Regions from separate parts of the Hordeum vulgare genome. Here region 2 is linked to region 1. Evidence: chromatin contacts called from public Hi-C data. All regions are on one chromosome and are shown on one strand. The core of a region is the stretch at or near the end of the contact, and the rest is flanking DNA. Distances in the headings are between cores, read along the strand shown. Region 1 has its middle 77 kb from the start of LOC123401450. Region 2 has its middle 17 kb from the start of LOC123401450.

Region 1 (5,367 bases), core at 2,113-4,612:
ATGAGGGGCTTTAAAACGGGATAGCTTAACGAAGTTAGAGATTTCATTGCCACAACAAAGGATTGACGGAGTCAAAATCAAGAATTGACGGAAGAAGCTTAAATAATTATGGAGCATGATGTATTAAAAATGAAGGAAGGAGCTCATTGTAAAATTGTTGGCTCGGTCAAAATTAGATGACCCAACTTCGTATTAATAGCTCAATTGATTATGAGTTCTTAAAAAAATAAAAAGCTAGTGTTATAGAGGATTGAAATAATTAAGTGAAAAATTATTGATTCAATCAAAATTGATGACCTTAATAGAATGAGAGGCCTCTCATTCTAAGGGTTTAGTATACTACCACGGCAAAAAGAAAGTATATATATTACGTCATTGTAGAATAATACCCAGATTATTATTTTCCTGGGCTAAATCCAAATAAAACAGAATCTGCGTTCCTTCTGCCCATGTGAGCAAAATTCGGCCACCTGGGCACCGACGCGCACAGCTTGTTGTAGGGGAGAGGACAAGCCCGGTGCTCGCCGGCCTCCGCTCCACCGGCATGACCACCATCAAACCGATTGCTCTTGGCATCGTGTCTGGCCTTGCACTCTGCCTCTGCGTGCCGTGTCGAGTAGCTGAACAGAGAAGCAGATAAACACGAGGCTGGCACTTGTCATCAGTCTAGAACACATGCATATGCATTGCTGAGCGTAGTGCCGACACACACGCCATCCATCGGCGCACGGCGAGCCGACGAGTCCCAGTGCGGCGGCGAGGGGACGCCGGCGGGGGAGGGAGCTGGTCGCTGCCGCTGGATGGATCTTCACCTGGCGAAGCAATCTCTGGATGCGATGCTCACTTGTCGAAAAGGCCTCGCTTTCACCGGTCGGTCCGTCGGCTCTGATGAACCCACGTAGACCAACATTTAGTTTTTGACTTGCTGCCCGTCGACTCTGCATGTGTTGCTGTGACGCTGCGCTTTCCGCGTCGACTCGTTCCTTTTCGCGGTGGAAGCTCCGGCGTGCGGCGTGGCCGGCAAGCTTGCAAATTCACGCCGGATTTCCTTCATCGGAGTCATGGCCACGCCACGTGGACCTGGTTTGCACACGCGAAGTAGCATGTCAATTTCATCCGTGCCCGATCGAACGTGTCGGTAATGAGGGTAGAGCAGGAAGCATGAAACAGAATGCTTGTGCAAAACGAAATCCGTTGCATTGATGATTCTGTTGCAAAACAACGATTTACACGACAATACTATTTGGTGAAAAGCTAAATCACCCAAACAACTATGTCTACTACTGTGCTTGACTGAATCACAGTACCATTCTACCGCACTGACGACACTGCTGCACTCCTGGTCCACGATCATGCCTAGAACGCCGGGCTCTGTACCGCTAGGTTCTTCATTTGTGATCGCGTCGTCGTCCATGTCGGTCCTCTCCTCGCCCGCTGCCTCGGGTGCTACGGTTGGCGCGGATGCTACGGTTGGCGCGGAGAGCACATCAACCCATCCCTCGTCGGAGTCCCAGTCCGGGAGCGCCGACGCAGGCCAGGCCAATGCCCTGATCCTCCTCTCGGCCGTGCTGTCGTGCTCTGCCTCTTCGGTGTCGGACTCCGACTCCCAGAATGCCGCGTCCAGGGTGCTCTTTGGCGACACCCACTTGCTCGCCACGGCTTGCGGCTTCGCGTCGACGATGGCGGAGGCCAAGAACGGGTGCTCCAGCAGCTGTGCCGCGGTGCACCGGCCGCTGGCCTGCCTGACAAGGCAGCTGGCCAAGAAGTCCTTCCCGTCGGCGGACAGCCATTCGGGAACCTTGGGCACGGCCTACGTGTAGCCGATTCGGTGCAGCGCCGAGAGCGCGTTGCCGTCCATGCCGCTCCACGGTGCGCGGCCGGTGGCCATCTCGACAACGGTGCACCCGAGCGCCCAGACGTCGGCCGCGGGGCCCTGCTCCTCGCCGCGCGCCACCTCCGGCGCCATGAACGCGGGCGTGCCGCCGATGATCGGTCTGCCGACGGCGGCGTCCCTGGCGCACCCGAAATCCGTGAGCTTGGCGCGGCCGTCGGCGCCGATGACGACGTTCCTCGACTTGACGTCCCCGTGGACCATGCCAGCCGCGTGCAGGTAAGCGAGCCCGGCGGCCACGTCGAGCGCGTAGCCGCGGAGGGAGCGCTCGTCGAGCCCCCCCTTGCTCGCCATCCGGTCCGCCAGCGAGCCGCCGGGGGCGAACTCGAGGAAGAGCTGGTAAGAGCCATCGCCGGCGCCACGGCCGCCGATGCAAGAGACGACGCGCGGGGAGCTCAGGGTAGCCATCACGCACTGCTCCCTCCTCAGCGCCGCCGCGCACGCCGCGGTGGCCGACTTGACCGCGAAGAGCTCGCCCGACACGTCGTCCGCGGCCAGGAACACCTCGGCCCCCGACGCGCCGCGGCCGAGCGTCCGCACCCGCGTCCACCGCTTGCTCGCCGACATGGTCGTCTTCTCCGGCTCGCGAGCAAGGATCGTGTGTGTATGTATCGGTTTCTTCTTGGTTTTGCGTGTGCCGGTGCTGGTGATGAGTTTGAGTTCCCATTTTGTGGCGCGTGGGTGTATATATAGGAGGGAAGCGGTGCAGTTGGGGGAGATTGCAAGTTTAGAACATATGGAGGGGAAGGTGTTTGGCGTGCGTGACAAAGATAGGATAGGGAAAGAAAGAAAGTCGGAAGCGAAAAGGCGTGGGAAGCAAGCCGTTTGGGTTGGGCAGCACGCGGTGGCGGCGGCGACGACGGCGACGGATTGGGTTGGGCGGTGAGTGGTAACGCGCGGTCCGGGGGCTTGACCTGACCATCCATGCTTTGCGCTCTGCCTCTGCTCTGCTTAGCCTCGCCTGCGTCAAATATAATCTCGTGTCTAAGGATCCCTCCGAGTATTTTGAGCTCACCCAAGGATTCTCGGAAGGTGAACATTCTACTCCTAGTACTTGTCAAAGTCTTGGTCGCTCGTAGCGAGACGAACTGTGTGAAATGGAGCAGTGTGCATGGTGGTGGGTGGTCTCCACGCTAAGCGGGTGCACCTGACTGTAGTTGGCCGGTTGGGTCTCCACGGTTCGTGACTCTGGCATTTGCGAGGTCCACCGCCGGTGGCTCCTGAACCGGGAGAGAGAAGATTCCGAGCAAATATCTGGCGCCCTTGACGACGGGCATCACATGCGGCGTTCCACTTACACACACCGGAAGATTCGATGCCCCGCGTATTATGCAGGCACGTTCACCGGCTGCGGCGCTCGCCGCCGCGCACGCGACTCGCCGAACGCCGGCTGCCGTCCCGCTCAGCTAGCGTACAACACATGCGGAGTCCCGTTGGCCACGTCGGGACGGCGACAAGTGGCGTGACGGGAAGGCAGGGGCGGAGAGCGGGATTGGGACTGGGAGTGTGCCGATGCGGCGACGGAAAGCGTGCTACTTTTGCGGCGCGGGGGACGTCGAGGCCGAAAGCACGTCGCGTGGGTCGGATGCGTTGCGTCCATGGCCAGCGTGAGACGCGCTGCGGCAACCGCATTCGCCGTTATCATGCGTGCCGCCGCTGGGTTTGTTTGATTCCACTACACTTCACCGCCCACACAAGTAAGCCACTCCATGCATTCCTTGGCCGCCCATTTTTCTCTACCCGAAGGTGAAAGAAGCGCCCACCACACCGCACCAGATGGTGCACTTGAAACTCAGCGGTATTTTTATTTTTCTGAGAGGCAAAAGTTTTTTTTTTTTTTTTTGGAAATGAAGGTTAACCCCCGTCCTCTCCATCAATAGATTCATACAATCATTTTTATTCATTATTCTACAAAGATCTGACAAAAAAATACATCAAACCATCACTCGCACCTACAACCTTGATATTGAGGAGTGCTCTCACTCCTCATATCTATAGTCGTTGTCGTATTCCATCCATCTGTATAAAGTATCGAAACCTACAGCAGGAGCAGCAAACCTAAATCGTACATCGCATGCACACGTTCTAAAAGTCATCACCATCATTGAGACACTCACACATCTTCAGAGAAGATATCCGCATCATCCATGTCAGTCCGGCCATCCATCGACGTCACCACGGTGCCCAACGGTGCCCCTGCCCCGCGCTCATCCATCCAGACGCATATGTCGCTGGTGTTCTGTTGCATCACGCCGCCAAGACTCGTCGTCATCGATGCGGCAGATAGAACGTTGCTCCTCCTACCAACCTCCACACGATTGCCGCTGCTGGACCTAACATACGGAAGCCATCACCCACAACAACTCTCCCCCGAACACCCATACCTCCCAAGAAGGCGCCTCCATGGAGATTACGATGCGTAAGATGTTGTCGCTATCCAATCCAAGTCTGATTTTGGACTTTCGTCGAGGAGGGGGTCGAAGGTGGATAGGATAGACCTCGACTTTGCCTCCAAGGAGGGTAACAATGATCGATGTCGTCGCCCGATGCCGGACCGAACTAGTCGACCAAAGTTTCCTCCGGTCTTGATCTTGTTCCACCAATCTTTGTCTGCTCCGTATCCGACAGCGAGCCAAGACATACCACCTACAGAGAGGAAAGTACCATAGGGCTTAACCCGCTAACAAGGAAAATCGAGGTGAGCCTCCGGCGTAGATCCATCCAGGCGCTGGATTGTGACGTCCCCATTTTGATTGCACGCTGATCATACACGCAAGTGCGTACGACCAAGACTAGGGATGCCAGGAGAGGCCATCATCATACTACAAGCGGTGGCATCACATGACTTTATGGATTTGGCATGCTTTTTTTGGAATGTCGGGTTGTCACAATAACATCAACGTGCTTCAACGATATCTGCTATTCAGGAAGCTTTGCAATGGGGAATCGCCTTCGTGGAACTACACCGTCAATGGCCGACAACATCTATCCTTAGTGGGATGTATTTGTGAAGATCGTATCCGAACCACAGGGCAATATACAAAAGCCCTTCGCAACAATGCAAGAAGCAGCTAGGAAAGAAGTGGAGAGCGCATTCGGAGTACTGCAAGATGACTGAGGAATTATTCGTAGGGCTGCAATGATGCGGGAACCAGAAACTTTGTGACAGTTGATGACATGTTCTGTTATTTTTGCACAATATGATTGTCGAGGATGAGGGTGATAGTGTAAGCCAAACCAATGATTTCGAAGCACCTCACGAACAAGCTGAAATCCCGAAAGATCAAAATGCAGCTTAGCTTATGAACTTTCTGCAGATGTACGAGAATCACCGAGATCATTACGTGCAAGCGCGACTATTAAATGATTTGATGGAGCATATATAAACTTACAATGGATATAAAACAGCAAATGATTGATTGTTAACTTTAAATAAACAACAAATGACTGATTGTGCATTGAGATCATTACGTGCA
Region 2 (5,778 bases), core at 2,094-4,593, 93 kb after region 1:
GTATCCACACATGTATTTGAGTTTCCAATCAATACAATTCTAGCATGGATAATAAACGATTATTATGAACAAGGAAATATAATAATAACTAATTTATTATTGCCTCTAGGGCATATTTCCAACATGCCACGCCACAAATCGGTCTTCCGTTCGGTTCCACCGGTTCAGTTAGGTCTGGTATATGATATGTGTTAGGTAGAATGAGCTACTATCTCAAAATATCTTGCTGTGTAATGGTAGAATAGAAAATACGCTACACTCCTTCCTAGAGAAACTTCAACCATCTCTTCTAAATTTTCCTTGTAAGGCGCAAATTTTCTCCGGCATCCGTCCACACACAAGGGCATCGGTTCGAAGAAACGGATGCAAGAGACGGCTATCCAACACTATCCTCATACATTTCAACCATTGTTTTAATTAATCGAACAAAATTCATGCAAACACGAACATATTCATGTAAACCAAACGAAATTTATTACACTCTGGGCAATTTTAACTACAAAGCTACACCGGACTAAGGTGAAACTAATTGACGTCCCGTACCGGGTAGATATCCACGTCGATGACATGTATGTTGAAGTGTATATGTGCATTGCCTAGCCCTTTTCATTAATTCGTACTTTTTGTCGCGTTGGCTAGTGCATGAAGCTTAACATGGTATCAGAGTCCATAGTCTTGAGTTCAAGTCTTGGTTTTCGCAGTTTATCTAAAAATTGATGCTGCCCCCCTTTGTCCACGCATAGGCCTCTTGAGCCATGCCTCTGAGTCTCTACACGTGTTGACTTTCGCGTCACACGTGAGAGGGGGTGTTGAAATGTTTATGTGGATTGCCTAGCCCTTTTCATCAGTTCAGACTTTTGGTTGCGTTGGCTAGTGCATGAAGCTTAACAACGTATACCCTTCATTAGTCTATGGCTAGCCGCGACATGTCTTTCTTGTCTTCTCCACGTACGGAAGCCCGCTCATCGGAGTGTCGTGAGGCCCAGTGGTATATACTTCAGCGCAAAGGACAACTCCACCTTGTTTGGCACCATAACTCATCTGAGTGGCACCAGAGCATTGGGCGGGGGGACGATGGTGTCCTGCAAGAGCGGGCAAGTCACTGGTTGTGCATGTTGGCGCAACCGCGACAGTGTCCTTCCTAGGGCCCAAGCGGCGTCGGCCTCCCATGTTTTACTTTTCCTCATTAATGGTGGCGGGCGAGGATGTGTTGGCCGTTACGTCGTCGATTTCCATGAAGTCAACTTATTTCTTTGTCGGTAGGGCCCAGTTCCGCCAACGTTGTCTGCGGATGGTGCGGTCGTAGGCACGGGACCAACGGTATGACATGGTCTCGTCCACGGTAGCAAAGATGCATGTGCCACCGTGCTCCCCCACATGCCGGCCTGGAGCAACTCGTCACCCCATGACGAGATGCCTTAGAACGACAAGTTGTTGAACCACGCGCCGGCTTGGAGTGGCTTCCTCCCCAAGCTGGTCTGGAGCAGCAAGGGAGGTGGACGAGACAGATGTCTAGCTCGTATCCGGTGAGCTCGACGAGCCATCCAACTGGCTTTAATGCTCGAGAACTCCTCTTCCTACTTGTCGAATGCCATGGAGAGTGTAGAGAAAATGATGCAAGGATGAGACGAGGAGTGTGGTGCAATTTTTTGCCTGATGTCTGGCATTGTTTAAATAGCGGGCGGCTGCCTGCAGCCAACCGACATTGTGCTTAATATTGGCCAACTAGCAAACAAACGTGTTGCCGGAGTAGGTTCCTCAACACACGCGCGGGTTTAATGAAGGAAAGAAGGCAGATTGTGTCTGATTGAATGCAACGATGATGCATGTTCAGATGGGTGTGCATCAGGTGATGCTCTCTAGGCCGGTGCACCGCTTTAATGCCGGAAGTGAGAGGTCGTGTCCACTCTGGGTTGATGCCAATGTGTAGCTGTAGCTCTACAGCAGCATGAATGCGGCCAAGTGGCCATGGGTGGGAACGTGCACGAGCGAGTGTCAGTGCTAAAACTGGTGGATCTCGGGTAAGGGATCACGAAGTGTGGATCTAGAAACAATGGTAACATGAGACAAGGAAAACAATGTTTTACCCAGGTTCGATCCCTCTCGAAGAGGTAAAACTGTAAGCTCTACTTCGTTTATATTGATTTAATATGATACAACGCTCAGTTTATATATGCACCGAGGTACCTACGCTACGGATATGGTCGGTTACGATTTGTGAATTAGAAATAAACACACCAACTACTAGTAAACACTCCATTTTTATTTGTTTTTCTAGCAAGTGACTAAAGGAGACTTTATAAACACTCCATTTTTATTTCTTCTTCTAGCAACCGACTAAGGCCCTGTTTGAAACCACTCACATTATATAATCTAGTTTTATAATCTATTCTGTCTTTAAACATGACAGATTATGATGTAGATTATAAAAACTAGATGGACAGATTATTAAAAACTCACAATCTACTCTAGCCCAACTAAAATTAGATTATGGATTGCTAATGACCCATTACCCTTGTAAAGTTGGAGATAATTACATTTCTACCACCGTCACCCTCCTTTTTAAAAAAAAAATTTAAGGGCCGACAGGTCATTATGCAATGTAAAATCTGGATTACAGTTTATATAATCTGGCATCCAAACATGCCTACCTATATTATTTTCATAAATCAGATTATATAATCGATCTTCATAATCCAGATTATCATAATCTATTGTGTTTCCAAACAGGGCCTAAAGTAGACTTTTTTCATACTCTGGTTTGGGTGTATAAGGCATTGCGATAAAAAATCGTTTGAAAAAGAACAATAGAGATGCTCGAAAGGTCATGTGGTGAGTGCATCGCTTTCAACTTGGCTTTCTGGACTGTCTTTGTTACAAAAGAAAAAATCGGTCACGATTGTCAATGCAGTCCTCTCTTACCAAGTGACGCAGTACAAAAGCAACCATATTTAGTTTTTTTTCTTCTTCGATAAAGCAACCATATTTAGTAAGTCATCAATCTTACATGGGCCAACTTTCTATCACCCTTACTTTTAACAAACTTCACTTGCGTAAGAAAGTATCGTTTTGAGATCGAGCTCAAATGCACCCACATAAACAGTAAAATAAAAAAAGTCATAACATTTCAAAAAAATCTGAATGTTTTTTGTGATGAACTATGAAAAATGTTATAAGTGATTGCGGATTTTTATGATGACGTCACATTTGTGTAAGGCATGGCAAAAAGAATTAGAGTTTTAATATACTTTTGAAAATAGCATTTTCAGAGTATTATTTTTGTTTTTTGTACGATCGTGAGGTGCGTTGGGCTGGTCCATTACCACACACGTATGGGCTGGCCACCGAGGTACGCTTGAGTTAGTGTGCATATTGAGGGGAAATGAGCTGCCTTTGGACCTTCCACAGACATAAAATTCTTCCCTAGTTTTTATCAATTTTTTTGTTTCTTTGGTTATTCAGATTTTGGGTTTTGTTTTTCTGTTTTTCTTTTCCTTTTCTATTTCAATTTCAATTCAAGTTTATTGAAAATTTTAAAAAATGAACGTTTTGTCAAACTCATGAATATTCTTAAATGTTTCTGAATATTATTTAAATTTGAACATTATTTAAATTAAAAAACAAATTTCACGAACATTTACAAAGTTCTGGACTTTTTTGAATTTCATATATATTATTTTGAATTTTCTGAATATTTTCCAAATAAACCGAGGGCATGTAGGGCTCCTGCGCTGGACCGGTCCAATAGTGTTTTCTTTTTTCTGTATTTAATCGTGATTCGAACCAGGGGTCCTCCCACACCTAGTACCACGGGAAGTTGCTAAAAAAAACCTAGTACCACAGGTGTAACCACCATGCAAGAACGAGGAAATCTTATAAGGTTGAACTGTTTTTTTTTCTCCTTTTCCTTTATTTTTTTTCTATTTTTCCTTTTCCGTTTTCTTTTTCTTTTTTTCTTATTCCTGGTTGGATGAATAGTTTGAAGAAATGTGAACTTTTTGTTAAATCACTGAACATATTTTAAAATTTGTTGAACTATTTTTTAAAATAGATGTAGAAAAATCAGATTTGTGATTTTGTTTTCTAATTCGATGAAATTTTTTCAAACCGATGAACTAAATTTTGATGAGCTTATTTTAAACTTCAGGGAATTTTTTTTAAGTCATGAAATTTTGTTCAAAATCAATGAACATATTTTAATCTGTAATATATTTTTTTGCATTTTTTTGTTTCTTTAATTAATAAATGTGAACAAAGTTGGATATATGTTAAGGTTTGTACTAAAAGAGGGGCCAGATATGATTATTTCCTAATAATAGGCAACAAAATGAGCATGTTCTATGGGTGAAGGCTCGAAGTTGTCGATTTTGGCGTGCAGAGATCGATTCCGAGGAGGAAGTTTCAGTCCTCGGCTTTGAAAACCAGTTAAGGGCTAATGATTTTTTACGGTTAAACCAACTTTTATTCATAAGAAGTACGGTTTACAGGAATAACAAAAGGGTCATGAGGAAGATCCATCCACACGGTGGCGGAGCTTGGTGGGGGCCAACCTGGGCCATGGCCCCCCAGCTCAAAAACAATTAACCCTACATTTATTTGTAGTATGTTTATTTTTAATTTCAAATCAGTTACAAATAATGAGGTTTGCTCCCCCCCCCTCAAGCCCATGCCCCCCACATTTTTAGCTCAAGCTCCGCCACTGCATCCATAAGTGGCGATCGTCATCTAAACTAGAAGCAAATTTAACCACGTTGTGAACAGGCCAGGGACTACTGATGGTGTCCTAGACAAGGGAATTCAACATGTACGACCTGTCATCCACGAGCCAGGCTAATGACCCGTCAACTGACGAAGGAAGAACTATCGAAGCTGTGACCCTCAGCGTGATCAAGATGTGAACCATCAAAGACTTTCCTAACATATATCCAACTTTGTTCACGTTGATTAATATAAAAAACAAAAACTTTGCAAAAAACAAAAAATATTACAAATTAAAAAAAATCATCGATTTTGAACAAAAATTCATGAACTTAAAAGAAGTTCACCAAATTTTAAAATAAGCTCATCAAAATTTGAAAAATCATTGATTTCGGAAAAATTCATCGATTTGAAAAAAGTTCATCAAATTAGAAAACAGAACCACAAATCTGAATTTTCTTCATCTATTTTAAAATATAGTTCAATATTTTTTTTAAAAGTCATTGATTTACAAAAAAGTTCTCATTTGTTCAAATATTCATCCAACCAGGAATAAGAAAATAATAAAAACAAAAAGAAAATATGGAAAACAAAAAAAAGGAAAAGAAGAAAAAAAGTTCAATCTTACCGGATCCCTCGTTCTTGCGTGGCGGTTACACCTGTGGTACTAGTTTGTTTGAGCAACTTCCTGTGGTACTAGGTGTGGCAGGAACCCTAGTTCGAATCACGATTAAATACAGAAAAAAGAAAACATTATTGGACCGGTCCAGCGCGGGAGCGCTACATGCCCTCGGTTTATGTGGAAGATATTCAGAAAATTCAAAAACAATTCATGAAATCGAAAAAAGTTCAGGATTTTGTAGATGTTCATAAAATTCGTTTTTTTATGAATTCAAATAATGTTCAAATTTGAATAAAATTCAAAAACATTTAAGAATATTCATGATTTTGAGAAAATGTTCAATTTTTTGAAATTTTTCCATGAACTTGAATTGATATAGAAATAGGAAAGTAAAAGAAAAACATAAAAAACAAGTCCCAAAGTCTGAAAAACCGAAGAGACAAAAAATTCGATAGAAA

Evidence for each region. Hi-C and Micro-C count contacts between places; a contact is called where the count stands out from the background.
Region 2: a Hi-C map of leaf shows a contact between it and region 1, with 2.4 times the contacts expected there. The contact joins two enhancer-like sites. A contact is called at or near these places in 2 of 6 Hi-C or Micro-C datasets (leaf and seedling).

Annotation. Positions count from the first base shown.
Region 1 is chr1H:484,009,244-484,014,610 of MorexV3_pseudomolecules_assembly, forward strand. It overlaps the pseudogene LOC123401441. Among protein-coding and RNA genes, the nearest start is that of LOC123401450, 77 kb to the right of the region's middle. Within about 2 kb of position 3,363, at least 1 of the 3 cell types and tissues checked has open chromatin away from gene starts, as enhancers often do. A contact at or near this core is called in leaf, where this site is marked.
Region 2 is chr1H:484,102,333-484,108,110 of MorexV3_pseudomolecules_assembly, forward strand. No RefSeq gene overlaps it. Among protein-coding and RNA genes, the nearest start is that of LOC123401450, 17 kb to the left of the region's middle. Within about 2 kb of position 3,344, at least 2 of the 3 cell types and tissues checked have open chromatin away from gene starts, as enhancers often do. A contact at or near this core is called in leaf, where this site is marked.